Linked DNA regions of Gossypium hirsutum: region 1 is linked to region 2. Evidence: chromatin contacts called from public Hi-C data. All regions are on one chromosome and are shown on one strand. The core of a region is the stretch at or near the end of the contact, and the rest is flanking DNA. Distances in the headings are between cores, read along the strand shown.

What was found. Hi-C and Micro-C count contacts between places; a contact is called where the count stands out from the background.
Region 1: a Hi-C map of leaf shows a contact between it and region 2, with 2.4 times the contacts expected there. The contact joins the promoter of LOC107898726 here to the enhancer-like site in region 2. A contact is called at or near these places in 10 of 34 Hi-C or Micro-C datasets (anther, hypocotyl, leaf and 1 more).

Annotation. Positions count from the first base shown.
Region 1 is chrA11:58,592,380-58,596,195 of Gossypium_hirsutum_v2.1, forward strand. It overlaps LOC107898726 (probable E3 ubiquitin-protein ligase EDA40), which reads left to right and starts at 1,505. Exons shown (of 2, transcript XM_041081500.1): 1 at 1,505-2,281; 2 at 2,371-3,816. The coding sequence starts at 1,949.
Region 2 is chrA11:58,492,117-58,496,059 of Gossypium_hirsutum_v2.1, forward strand. No RefSeq gene overlaps it. Among protein-coding and RNA genes, the nearest start is that of LOC107898726, 100 kb to the right of the region's middle. Within about 2 kb of position 1,770, at least 6 of the 9 cell types and tissues checked have an H3K27ac peak or open chromatin away from gene starts, as enhancers often do. A contact at or near this core is called in leaf, where this site is marked.

The DNA.
Region 1 (3,816 bases), core at 255-2,754, 100 kb after region 2:
CATAATATCAACAATAATTATGCTTAAATCAATTAGTAGAATGTACAAATAGATTATAATTAAAATATATTTGAATCTAGTAGAAAATAAATCTAAGTAAATCCACAACTAATGAGATTTGAAACCAAAATAAAACCCACATACATAAATATGCATAATAAAACTCGAATATAAACACTCAAAGATATTTGGATATAGTATTAAGATACAATATAGACTTATAAATAATTTGTAAAAGAGATATTTGGAATTTGAATTCACTTCATATTCATATTATTTTTCATGTGGAATCTATTACAGATCCAAATTTTTACAATTAACAAATTATTTTATATAAACTTTTATCTCGTGGTTTTTGTGTCATGTTTATTTTATTTTTCATATCCTAATTCATTATATAATTTGTATAATGTATCGTAATAGTTTTCGTAACTCTAAATGGTTATGTGTAAAAATTGAATGCATTACATTTATATATTAATATAATTATAATGATTAAAAATCAAATTTCTTGAAATGTAGTAAGAAGAACAACCTGTTTAAGTCTGATTCTGAGAATTTTGAAGTTCATGAGATTGGGGTTGTGTCCCTATTAATCCTTTACAACAGTAGATCAAGAAAGATGGGTTATTTTTTAATCCCTAGCAATTTATTGTCCTAAAATTTTAAAATAATGACAGTTATTTCTTATATCAATTAAGCATTAAGTGATGGTGAATCACCATCAATGAACAAGAGAAATGATTGTATGAAATTGTGATTTTACGTCATTTTTATCTTTTTTTAAGGATAAATTGACAAATCAGATTTTTTCTCATGATTTTTAGTATTTTTAATTTGATTTGAATTTTATCAAGAATAAAAGGCTGAAAACCAGGAAGAAATATCTTATTTGTCATCCTTTCAATTTAGAGAATATAAATTTTTTAAGATTGAATTTTATTGTAATAATATTTTAAATTAATATTTATTATATATTTCAACAAAGTAAAATAATTTAAAATTTTAAATAATGATTAGAAATAGATAGAGATACACATGTGTAATTGATCATAGGATTTCATGAACATCACAGTGGACCCACAACCAACATTGATTGATATTTGATAGAGGTAGAAACCACCCCCACCGCCATCCCAAGAACCAAATCGAAAAAGAAAAAAATAAAAGATTGATTGTAGTAGCATCATAAGAAACATGGAAACTCTAAAAATTTGATTTGCAAGAAAAGAGGTGAGTTTTGCGACGAGTAAGCCGAAAGTGTGAATTAAGGTATGCTGCTTTTGGCAAAGGGGGTCTGTCCATACCAAGGTCGGTCGGTTACTACAAAATTAACAATTAAGGTGTAAACGTTGCATGCCAAACCGTTGACTTGTTACTGTTCTGTAATAAGTAAACAAGTAAGAACCTCCACTTGCCAGTTTACCAGTAACCTTCGCCAATAACCAACTTTTTTTATTTTTGTCCTTTTAAATCTCATCTCTCTCTCTCTCTCTCTCGTAAATTATCAGACCGAGTACATTTATTGTAATTCCAAACTTTATAAATGAGCCAGCTCTGTTTCTTCTATTGCAGAGTAGTATATATAAACTATATAACATTATATAATTCATTTCATCTTCTTATCTTTTCACAGTGGAAGAAAGAAGAATCGAGTTTTATATAAGCCTTGTTTGAGTAAAGCAAACATTACTCAAACAAGATAGAGTAAAGCCGTGATCTTTTCGACTCATCTCTCTCCTCTTCCAATCCTTTTGTGTGCATCTAATCCATTTCTTTGGTCCCTCTGTTTTCTTTGTTATTATTATTTTTTAAAAACACGAATCGATTTCCATGCTCAATCTAGTTCTCCTTGTTCTTTATCGAACAAAATTGTTGGTTATAAACTACTAAAATCTCTCACTGAAGAAAAATATTCAACAGAAACAGAAAGATTAAGAGTATCAAAATGGTGACTGGTTGGAGAAGAGCTTTTTGCACTTCCATTACCAGGAAACAGGACACCCCAGTTTTACCAGAAAAACAACAGCAGCAAAGCAATGGCACCAAAACTCCAAGATTTAGCTCAAAGTTTGGATTTTTCTCCAACCCATCGACTCCGAGGTTGCAATCTCAACCCGTTTCAAGCCCAAGTCTTCGTTGCCGAACCACTTCCAACCCAGTTTCTTCACTTCCTAATAGCCCCAAACTTCATTGCAAAACATCCCATCTCTCCAATCCTTCATCACCTAAATCCCCTTCCAGTTTCTCCCTCCTTAAGGCAACTCTTCGCCTCTCCAAAGTAAGCTTCTTCTTTTTCTTTCTTCCTCCCCCCCGACAGTTTTTTAGTCAAAATTTTAAGTAATTTTGTTATGTTATGACTTTTTTCAGGGTGGTCGATGTGGAATCTGTTTACAAAGCGTGAAAACGGGTCAAGGCACGGCGATTTTCACGGCGGAGTGTTCCCACTCCTTTCATTTCCCTTGCGTCGCCGCCCACATAAAAAAGCAACAATTACTGAACTGCCCCGTCTGTTCCACCTCCTGGAAGGAGCTCCCTTTACTCTCCCTTGAACAACAACCTAGTAAAACATCACTCGAGAACATCAACACGAAGTCGTTTCGGGTCTACAACGACGATGAGCCATTGGCCTCCCCGGTTTCTGTTTCTCAGTTTAATCCCATTCCGGAATCCGACGAAACCGAAAACGACGACGTTGAAGAGGAATTCCAAGGATTCTCTGTGACTCCTACGATTGCGAAAGAAATTGGAGTTCATCCAAGAAATGTAGAGGTTAGGTTGCTACAAGAGGCAGCGATGGTGGCAGTGGGGAGGAGCCATGAGAGTTATGTGGTGGTTATGAAAGTGCACGCTCCAACGGCGACGCGGAGAGTGAGGAGGGCTCCGTTTGACTTGGTTACGGTATTGGACGTTAGCGGGAGCGGGATGCGGTTGCAGATGGTGAAACGCGCGATGAGGTTAGTTATCTCTTTGCTTAACGAAACGGACCGTTTGTCGATCGTGGTCTTTTCGTCGAGTTCGAAGCGGTTGTTGCCGTTGAAAAGGATGAGTTCAAACGGACGGAGATCCGCTAGAAGGATTGTTGACGCGCTGGGAAGCAGCGGGCAAGGGATGAGTGTGAAGGACGCGCTTAAAAAGGCGGCCAAAGTGTTGGAAGATCGCAGAGAGAAAAACGCCGTTGCCAGCATCTTGATCTTATCCGACGGTCAGGATAAACAATGTGAAATGAATTCCACCAATCAGAACCTCCCAGTTGTTTCAACCACGCGCCTGGCACAATCAGAGATCCCCGTGCACTCCATAGGCTTCGGCACATGCAGTCAGGCTCCAAACGACGACGCTTTCTGTAAAATCGTGAATGGGCTTGTAAGCGTGGTGGTTCAGGATGTCAGACTCCAACTGGGATTCGTATCCGGGTCAGCGCCAGCAGAGATTTCGTCGGTCTATTCATTGACAACCCGACCGTCTTACATCGGGTCGAATTCGGTTCGGATCGGGGACTTGCACTCGGGCGAGGAGAAACAGTTACTGATGGAGCTGAAAGTACCTGTATCGTCCAGCGGGTCCCACAGGGTGATGTCCGTACGATCCTCTCACAAGGATCCATTTACCCATGAGATGGTCTACTCGAGGGATCAAAGGTTGTTAATACCTAGACCATCGCAATCGGTCCGATCCTCATCTCACACCATGCAACGGCTGAGGAACCTCCACGTCAGCACACGTGCCGTCGCGGAGTCTCGCCGTTTGGTGGAGCGGAACCATTTATCGGGAGCGCAACATTTGCTCACCTCGGCTCGGGCCTTGTTGCTGCAA
Region 2 (3,943 bases), core at 520-3,019:
ACTAGACAATTATAAAAACCAAATCGAAATACACTTGTTTTGGTTTGTTTAAGGGTAAAAACAATAATATGACATGAATAAATAATGAAAAAAAAAACACAAAGGAACAAATTAGGGCACATGCAATGGCGACATACCATATATTATAAAAATGCTAATATACATTTGAAGGCTAATGAATTAAAAATAAATTTAAAGAAATTCCAAGCAAATTAACACAGACAACATATGGCAAATTTTAAAATAAAATAGATGATTTAGAAGAAATGCAATTTGGAATCATCAATATGCCAGCAAACAAATATATATAAAAATCTTAAAGTAACATACATGAAAATTAGAAATAAATCAAAATAATAAAAATAAAAATAATATATGAAATAATAATATATAGATGAAATTTCAAAATACATAATGTATATAAAAAAAGTAAGTAATATATAACATAGTATTTGTCAATTTAAATAAATAATATACTTGAAATGAACATTTTATATATATAAAAAACAAAGGTATTTGTATATAAAAATATTTAAAATAAATAAAATATACAATTTAAAATAGGGTTCTTAGAAGAAATATATATACACAAAATAATATAAAATCAATAATATATACAAAAAAACATAATGTACAACACTTCAAAAATGATGATATAAGAAATATTTACATATATATAAGTGTAAAAAAATAACAAAACAATATAGATGATATACCAAACAATATATATATATATGTGAATAAATAATATATATATATATATGTGTGAATAAATAATATATACATAAAAGAAATTAAACAGAAAAATAGTTGAAATGAATAGTATATAGAAAGATTTAAAATAAATAATAATAAAACAGAAAAGTAATAAACAAAGAAATCAAAACAGGGACAAATTTGAGATTAAAATAGAATCTGAGATCTAAAAACTAAACATCACATTAACAAGAGGATCCGAATTGAATGCACGTGAGAAAGAGAGGGACTAACTGGAAATTATCCCCAAGCCCTCAAAAACGTTGCACCTAGGTGCAGGCTAAATTGCAACAACACAGAAATTTCAGGGATTATTTTTAAAAAAACAAATAATATGCAAATAGAGCCAGTCGAAAGCTAGTGCGAAAGTGGGGGACCAATTGCGCAAATCCCCCATTCATGGCCAAAACACATGGTCAAGCTCTTCCCCCCCCCCAAAACACTGTTTCATTTTTCACTTGAAACTAAACCTGCTTAAAAACCCTTTGTTTTTTGCTTTTAAAGAAAACTTTTGTTCTTTCTTTTAAAAGAAAACCCTTAATGCCTTGGAGTATCTCTCAACTCCTTCACCTTCCTCCCTTCTATAATAGCCCAAAATCCGACGACGAACGAAGCCCTCCCCACAGAGTGAGTACGACGGTGAGTCTCCCTCTTTTATATTGTTTACACACAGTAGATAAAAATCAAAGAAAAATAGAAATAAAATTGAAAGAAAAACGAGACCTTAAATCACCTTTGAAGTATATTTTGATTGCTTTCTATTGATTTTGTATGTATTTCGTGTACAATTTCCCTAAAAAAAACAAGAAAAAAAAAGATACCAACAAAATTTGAAGGCTTCATAGCCAAATAAAAATGGTTTCTTGCTGTTTTTTTGTTCAAATTGCAGGTGGAGAGGGGTAATGTGGGGAGTGGGTACGAACATGGAGCGGAGCACACGGGGGTCTTGCATGGAGGTGCTGGTGTTGCGTGTGTGGAAGCTGTCACGATGGCAGTATTGGCGCAAAGGACCCTTCCCCTAGGGTTTCCTGAAAACTGTTAAAGAGATGGGCTACCGGGCCTGCTTTGATTTTGGGTTAGGGGTCTATTTTATTGGGCTTGTTTAATGAAATTGGGCCGGTTTTATTTTGGGTTTATTTGTAAATGGACTCAATTGATGATCTATTTTAATTTTGGTTTTTTGTATGTGTAGCCCGGGTTAAAATTGGGTCTTATAGTCATGTTGGAATACTATTTCTTTTGAATCGATTGTTTATATGTTTAAATCAACTGTTACATAGCACTTCTAATTTTAACTTGGCCCCAAGATTAATATCTTGGCTCCGCCATTGCTCAAAGGTAATGAAGTTAACTTTTTAGAGTTTAATTCGGGTTTTAGAGTTGATTTCATGAAAGTTAATTGCTAATATTATTAATTTTGATTTTTTTATAACTTTGTTAATAGAATAAATTTAGTACTAATCGGGAATATGTTTAATTTTCCGTTTACTTTCTCAAATACAGTCCAATAGATGTGATTTAATTTCAGTTTTGGGTTTGATTTGATGAAAGTTAGTTATTAATATTATTAGCTAATTATGGATATTCATCAAATCAACTCTAAAATCGAAATTAAACACTAAAAAACTTACATTATTATTATCCAGTACCAAAATGTATAAATTTTGTTAAATACGTGTACCTCATTGAACCAAAAAATAACATAGGTACTACATTAGAAAAGAGTGTCAAACTCATGTACCGATTTATGCATTAAAGCCTTTTAGATTCCAGTTTTCTCAGACAATAAGCGATGTATGTATTTGAAAGGTCCCTCTATTATAGAGATATTAACAAATTAGTCTCTTTATTATTAAATAGATCTATTTATCCTCTATACGATTAAAAAGAATAAAATAAGGGCAAAATTGAAATAGAGTTAACATTTATTCTTTAAAAATATCATTTAATGTTTAATTGAATTAATATTTTTAAAGTTTTTATGGTTTTATAAATGAAATCTTTTGTTATTGAACTACAATTGAAACAAAATAATTTTCAAGACATTTTTATGCAAAAAATGTTAACTCTGTTACAATATGAACTTGTTTTTATTCTTTTTATTAGTGTAGGGACTAATTGATCTATTTATTAATAAAGATACTAATTTAGTTTAGTCACTATAATACATAAACCTCCTTAGTGCTTTAACTAATACTAAACACACCAAAAAGGGGGAGGGAGAGAGAGATGACGAAATTTGTGAGAGAAGAGGCATTTTTTTTTCATATATACAAGTTAGAAATTTATTTAACAATGTAGCAGTGTTTCTCATCTATTTAGCCAACCAGCTGAAGTTGGCACATTGAGGGACCGATTTCAATAAAATTTGTGACATGCAGGTGTGGACTTTGAAGTCAGTCCTCTCAAGGTGTCAACTTCTTTTTTTCATTTTAGTTACTTTAACTGGATCAAATATAACTTGCACAGAGAAAGTGGAAAAAAATATATCAAATAAAACGCTTTGGTATGCAAAGAATCTTTGCACACTTGCAGCAATGGCATGCCAAAAATAAAGCTTGCACATTTCTCTTTGCAATTCAAAAATCAGATCACTTGAAAGCTATTTGGAAACATCAAATGGATTAAATGAAATATTAATTAAAAATTTTACAAACTTATACATTGATAGTTTCATATGTCAATCAATTTACTCCCCAACACGCAAAACCTTTGAATTAAAAGGAAAAAATGTTCCCATTCTCCCAACTATAATATTCAACCTCCTCAAATCATTGAGTAAGTTTATCTTTTAGTATTTGTAAAATTTTAGATTATTATTAGTTTAAATATTATTATATTGTTTATAACACCTCAAACTCGGTTTAGACGTTATAACTAGATCTGAAGAAGTTATCATGATTCACTTCTGAAAATCCCAGAATCCAATTGGCTTGAAACATTAGCGTAAGCTTTTGATACAAAACTATTCCAGTTTATTTTAAAAGAAAATAACTCTCTCACTCAGTTTGTTATTTCTGTAGAATTCATTTTATATTTATAAAGCACTTATGATTACAGTGGTACTCTTAGCTAAATTCGGTTTGGAAATCGCTGTTTGAATTTTGAAAATCCAACGTTTTGTTGATAGTATAATTAAAAGTTTAAAATGAGTAAAATGTTTAAAATGGATGATTTAAAGTCCAAA